Regions from separate parts of the Canis lupus genome. Here region 2 is linked to region 1. Evidence: chromatin contacts called from public Hi-C data. All regions are on one chromosome and are shown on one strand. The core of a region is the stretch at or near the end of the contact, and the rest is flanking DNA. Distances in the headings are between cores, read along the strand shown. Region 1 holds the start of CAMLG (calcium signal-modulating cyclophilin ligand). Region 2 holds the start of PCBD2 (pterin-4-alpha-carbinolamine dehydratase 2).

Region 1 (3,058 bases), core at 156-2,655:
GGTAGTTTTGGCTGTGAACCTGCAAACTATCTAAGTGTTCAGGACTGACTATCAGAAGCCCACAGAAATCACAAAGCGTTCAGTAGCTTGCAAATACTGAGTAAAGGTCAATTACTAAAGAAGCTCCATGGAAACTTAAGAGAACACTAGCACATACTACATGTTCAATAAATATTCACATGAATATTCATTGAATTGTACACGCACTGGGGGAGAAATGAGGAACTCTCTTTCGGGTTAAACGCGGTTCCTGACTTCAATCACATCAATCTCAGCAAATTGGGAGAAAAGACCTGGGGGTGGGGGTGGGGGTGGGGCACGTCCCACTTGTTGGGGTAAAGAATGGTCACTCAGTTTTATCTGTTTAGAAAGCCTGAAGAGGACAGTGTTGAGAGCACTGGACACAGGCACCAGGATAGATGACCACGTAGGAAGGACTGGGGGAGCAGGTAAATAAACACAGGCTCCGGGGGGCGGACAGAGCAACAGCGAAAGGCAAAAGAAGGTAGACAGACGCTATGGCAAAGGCACTGGAAGGAAAAGCATTTCGAAGGGAAAGAACCGAAGAGCAATTTTACCGAGGGACATAACAGGCAGAGCGGTGCAACCGGGGACAGAAGGGAGAGCGTGGGGAATGAAGCTGGGGGTGTCTGGCATAACGGGCCAGAAGGCGCCAAGGCGGAGGCGCCAAGGCTTCGCAGCCTGGGGCGGAGATGGGGACAAGCAGAGCGAAGCCCGCACAAAACGGGGGAAACGTGTGTGTGTGTGGGGGGGGGGGGGGGGGGGGGGTGATAAGTGAGAACTTGGGACATCACCTAAAAAGAGGGGACAGACGGGCACCTGGGTGGCTCAGGGCGTGATCCCAAGGAGCCTGCTTCTCCCTCTGCATCGGTCTCTGCCTTTCTCTCTGGGATTCTCATGAATAAATAAAATCTTAAAAAAAAAAAAAAAAGTCCGGGACAGAGGGAAGGTCAGAGAGCAAGGCTCTGTCAAAAAGGCCAGCGGGGCGCTGGAGGGAAAGAGAGCAGGAATGGCCCTGGAGACTCAAAGCGGCGGGCGGGAGAGTAAGGGGAGACGGGAGGCTCTCACCCGCGCCACTCCCGGGCCTGTGAAAGCCCATGATGCGGTTGATGCGCTGCTCCGAGTTCATGAGCAGCTTCCTCCGCCGCAGCTCCGCACGACGCTGGGAAGCCGACAGGCCAGAGGTCGCTGGAGCTCCCGGCCGGTCGCCGCTGTCAGACGCGACAGTCAACGGCTCCATCTTCCCCACCAACACCAGGGAACGCTGAAGGTGTTGCTGGCAGCGGCAGCCGAGCCGCAGATGACTTCAGGCCAGGCCGCAGGGTACGAGCGCACCACCGCCCCCCCACCCCGCCGTAGACCCGCCCCCGAGCGCCAAGCCAGACAGGCGTGCTAGGCATGCGTGCCATCCGACCGGACAAAGCGCGAGGCTTGCGCCGCCATCTTGAATGAGGGCAGTCGGGCGGGGGGCGAAGCGTGGGGGAGGTACGAAGCGTTGGGGGAGGTCCTCCTCCCTGGGCTAGCCCTCGTGGCCACTCTCCCAGGCCACCGGGCTTCTCTACTGTTACCTCGAAAGTGAAGAAAATTAGCCCCCAGGCTGAAAAGAAGGAAAGGAAGGAGGGCAAGGCCCCAACCCACCAACGGCTGGTGCCCAAAAGCAAAATGGAGGCTATTGCGCCAGGCACTTGTTTCTAGTGACCGTCTGCGACCTCGCTTCTAAACGACGGAAATACGTCAGTAGGGAGCGACGCTTTAGAGAGAGTTGCGTTTAGGATGTGTTCTTGGCGCAGGTTTATTCTTTCTCCTCAGTCGCTCTTCTCCCAAATATTTATCTTACGTGTTTCTGGCCTTCTTCACGTCTTTGTTCAGGGTTGTCCCAGTGGAGATTTCCCTGTCCATTCTGTTTAAATTGCCACCCTTCTCAAGACTCCATATTCCCCTTACCTGCCTTATTTTTCTTAACAGTTACAACTGACTTGCATGCTAAATGTACTTATTTTGAATGTTTCTCATTAGATAGAATGTAGGCTCCATGAAGACAAGCATTTTTTTTTATTTTTATTTTTTACAATCCTGAGGTCTTTTATTTTCTTTACAGTTATCATGCCATGAATTCATAGGGAATGGGTTCCAGCAGTTCAGGCTCCTTTCCATTGGTTCTCACAAAGTGTGCTTCTCTGGGTGGGGCAGGCTGGCGCTTCAGTAGGACCCAAGTACCTTTCTCTTTGGCTTCCTTCTTTTTCTGATCATTTTCCTTCACACGCTTCAGGAAGCTACCTCGGCTCTTTGAGTGTTTAATATGCTCAATGCGGACATTAATTCTCTTGGCAAGAATCTTGCCCTTAACTTGTTTGTTTACAACAATGCCAACAGCATGCTGAGTAACACTGTAGACCCTTCCAGTTTTGCCATGGTAACATTTGTGGGGCATTCCTTTTTGAACAGTGCCCATTCCCTTGATGTCCACAATATCCCCTTTCTTATAGATTCGCATGTTATGTGGCCAAAGGAACAACTCTATGTTTTCTAAAAGGCCTAGAGAACATATAGCGGGTACCTCTCCTCTTTCCCTTTGTGTTGGTCATTTTGGCAAATTACTGGAAGATGGAGGTTCCGGCCGAAAGGCACAAGCATTGCATTTTGTTGGGAACTGCAACTCCTGGAATAGCATGAGCACTCAGCAGGGCCAAGTTATTCAAGGCAGCGTTGAGGACCACGGTAGCGGGAGGGACCCGAGAAAGTGTGTTTTATTAAAGTCAGAAGAAAGGTGTAATGACAATTAATATATAATAATAAATCTAGGGGGGATCCCTGGGTGGCGCAGCGGTTTAGCGCCGCCTTCAGCCCAGGGCGCGATCCTGGAGACCCGGGATCGAATCCCCACGTCGGGCTCCCGGTGCATGGAGCCTGCTTCTCCCTCTGCCTGTGTCTCTGCCTCTCTCTGTGTCTCTCTTGCATAAATAAATCTAAAAAAAAAAAAAAAAGAAAGAAAGAAAGAAAAGAGGAGCCAAGGTATAAACACGGACTTTCTCCCTTG
Region 2 (3,058 bases), core at 361-2,860, 140 kb before region 1:
CTCCAAAAATTATGTAAAAGAATTTAAATTATCTGTGTCCACGCTGAGTAGCTGCCAAGAAAACCATTAACCATGCTGTGGGTAATGCAGCAGTCACCTGAAGTGAGCAAAACATGCCCACTGAGCTGATCTCCACATTCTCCACCCTGCACATCCCCAATGAGGGCAATGGTATGTGCTCTGTGCTCGGTACTTGCCACAGGTGTCTGCCCAAGAACAGGGACTGAGTCCAGGACTGTGAAATGGAGCCACTTCACCTACCTAGCACAAATGGTCCCCTTGCAGATACACCTTCTGCAGAACCCTTTATGATGGGCTTAATTTTTTTTCTGCAGGAGATGGGGACAGGGATAGGGAAGAGCATAGAGTCTGGAGAGAATGAACTTGATTCAAGGCCTAGCTTTGTCACTTTCAGGTGCGGTGACACTGAACAAATCACTTAGCTTCTCTCAATACCAGTATCCTCATGTCTCTGTCTATGTCTATGGTGGGGGTATCACAACAACTACCTGTCAAACTTTTTTGAAAGGGTTAAAGAGATCTTGAATGTAGACACCTAGCATAGAGCCACCATGGCTTGGTGCAGCCACTCAAATCATGTCGTTTATTCATTCCTCTGAACCCCGTAATTTTACTGGATTATCAGCACCTTGGGTAGAGGTATGCTTTGGGACACGTTTAGGTGTCAGTAAGCACTCAACTCGTGCTCTCACCTTACTGGCCACGAAACAGAGTCCATCATCATCATTAAAATATATATATATTTTTTTTTTTAGATTTTATTTATTTATTCATGAGAGAGCCAGAGAGAGGCAGAGGGAGAAGCAGGCTCCCTGGGGGAACCTGACGCGGGACTCTATCCCAGGACCCCGGGATCACGACCTGGGCCAGAGGCAGACGCTGAGCCGCCCAGGTGCCCCCGTCGTCAAGCTACCTTAAATGAATCCCTGTTAAACACTTTCCAACTGCCCAGGGGGCTCTAGCAAGCGACGGAGGATGAAATGGGAAGTTTAATGCAACATTTCCCCACTAGGTGGTGCTGCGTGTCCAAACTTTCCCTCAGGTTCATTTATCTCCATACATTAATTTCCACGGCCGGTAAAGTGACGGGACGCTCTGCGGAAGAGGAGAGAACAGATCTGTCCCCTGTAAAATAGGTAAGTGTCCCTAATAATTCCTCCTAAAGCAGCACATCCACAGCAGCGCGCTGACCCCGCGCCGAGCGGCGTGGAGCCGGGCCCCGCTCTCAGCCGGCGCACCAGCGAGCGCAGCGCCCGGGCTCGCTAAAGACAGCTTTACCGCTACTATTCGTGCTCGTCTTTCTTTCTTTTTTTTAAGCCAAAATCGTCCTCGGTTTTGTTCTGGCGGGCAGCTCCGTAGACCGCGACGGGACACGCCAGCCCGGAGGTCCGGCAGGGGCCCCGCGCCCGCCCGCCCCCGCGCCCGCCCCCGCCCCGCCGCGGGGCCCCTCGCTCTCCTCCCGCCGCGCTCTCCTTCCCCCCGGCTCTCACCCCGGCCGACAAGCTCGCGCCCCGGCCCCGCAGAGTCGCCACCACGAGCCGCGACGTCCCCCGCGCCGCCGCCATGGCCGCCGGCCGAGGGCTGCCCGCCGCGCTGCCTGCCTGCCGCCCGCGGGGCCCACCGGGGGGCCGGGAGCCGCGGGGCCGTGCGAACGGCCTCCAGCCGCGCCGTCCTGCGAGCGCCCGCGCGGCCCGCCCCGGAAGGGCCCGGGCGCCTCAGGGCCGCCGACCGCGCGGGCGGCAGGGGGCGGCAGGCGGCAGGGCGGCAGGCGGGCGACCCCGCAGGCCCCGCAGGCCCCCTCCAGCCCGGGCGGGGAGCGGGGCCGGGAGCGGGGCGGGAGCGGGGCCGGGGAGCGGGGCGGGGAGCGGGGCGGGAGCGGGGCCGGGAGCGGGGCCGGGAGCGGGGCCGGGAGCGGGGCCGGCGGGCTGGCGCCGCTGGCTGCGGGGCGCTGGGGCCTGACCCACGTTCGCCGACGGTGGGCGCAAGGACTCCGCGGGCCGGGGCGCGAGGCGGTGGGCGCCGGGCGCGGGTCGGCCCGTGTCCCCGCCCGCGGAGGGCCAGAGCCACCGTGGACCGGCCCGGGGCGAGCTCCGCCGTGCCCGCCGGGGAGTCTGGGAGCCTGGCCCTCCGTGCCCCGCGAAGAGAAGCGCCCGGGGCGCGCTCCGCAGAGGAACGTACGCGGGTTATTTACGGAAGTGTGTCTCTTTCTGGAAAAGGGGAGGGGGGGGTCTTTTATGTATTCACTAATATTTTATTCTTACTCCTTTTTTTCTTGCCTTTTTTTGCGATGGGACGCCACATACCATAAAATTCACCCTTTGAAGTGTACAGTTTACGGCCTTTTAGTGTATTCACTTGGATCTTTTACTAGTTTAAGCAAATTAATAATACAGCCAAATTTTTAAAAAGATTATTTATTTATTCATGAGAAACACAGAGAGAAGCAGAGACCCAGGCAGAGGGAGAAGCAGGCTCCTGCAGGAAGCCCAATGTGGCATTCAACGCCAGGGCCCTGGGGTCATGCGCTGAGCCACCCAGGGTTCTATAATATAATCCATTTTGCCTAACATTTAGCCATATACTAGAGAATTTTTTCTATGCGTGCCCATTTAAGTTCAACTTAGCAGGTGCTAGCAGTTAATTTTTTTCACATATCGATTGGGGGATAAGCGTTTTTGCCTTAAAATATCCTAAAATTCAGACTTATGGCTCAATCCATATTCTTACCTTTGCCCACTTCACAAAAACTTAATGGAGGAATCTCTGCAGACCCTGATCGGATGTCACTGATCTCAAAGCATTCATCTAAGACATTCTAGTTTCCTTTGGTGCCTCAAGTGGGCAGAGACTGGAGACAGGATTAAAAGTTTCATTTCCAGTACTTAATTAGGTGTATACAGTTATGAAGAATACTCTGCAAACTTGCTTATTGAAGTGAGAACTGCAAAATGAACTGGTGGGTGTGAGGTAACAAGAGATTCCTGATCGGGAGACCTGGGTGGCTCAACAGTTGGGTGCCTGCCTTTGGCTCCGGTCA

The links. Hi-C and Micro-C count contacts between places; a contact is called where the count stands out from the background.
Region 2: a Hi-C map of blood shows a contact between it and region 1, with 5 times the contacts expected there. The contact joins the promoter of PCBD2 here to the promoter of CAMLG in region 1. A contact is called at or near these places in 2 of 9 Hi-C or Micro-C datasets (both in blood).

Annotation. Positions count from the first base shown.
Region 1 is chr11:22,830,820-22,833,877 of UU_Cfam_GSD_1.0, reverse strand. CAMLG (calcium signal-modulating cyclophilin ligand) reads right to left here and starts at 1,405. Exons shown (of 4, transcript XM_038552197.1): 1 at 1,090-1,405. The coding sequence starts at 1,261.
Region 2 is chr11:22,974,564-22,977,621 of UU_Cfam_GSD_1.0, reverse strand. PCBD2 (pterin-4-alpha-carbinolamine dehydratase 2) reads right to left here and starts at 1,610. Exons shown (of 4, transcript XM_038552203.1): 1 at 1,512-1,610. The coding sequence starts at 1,586.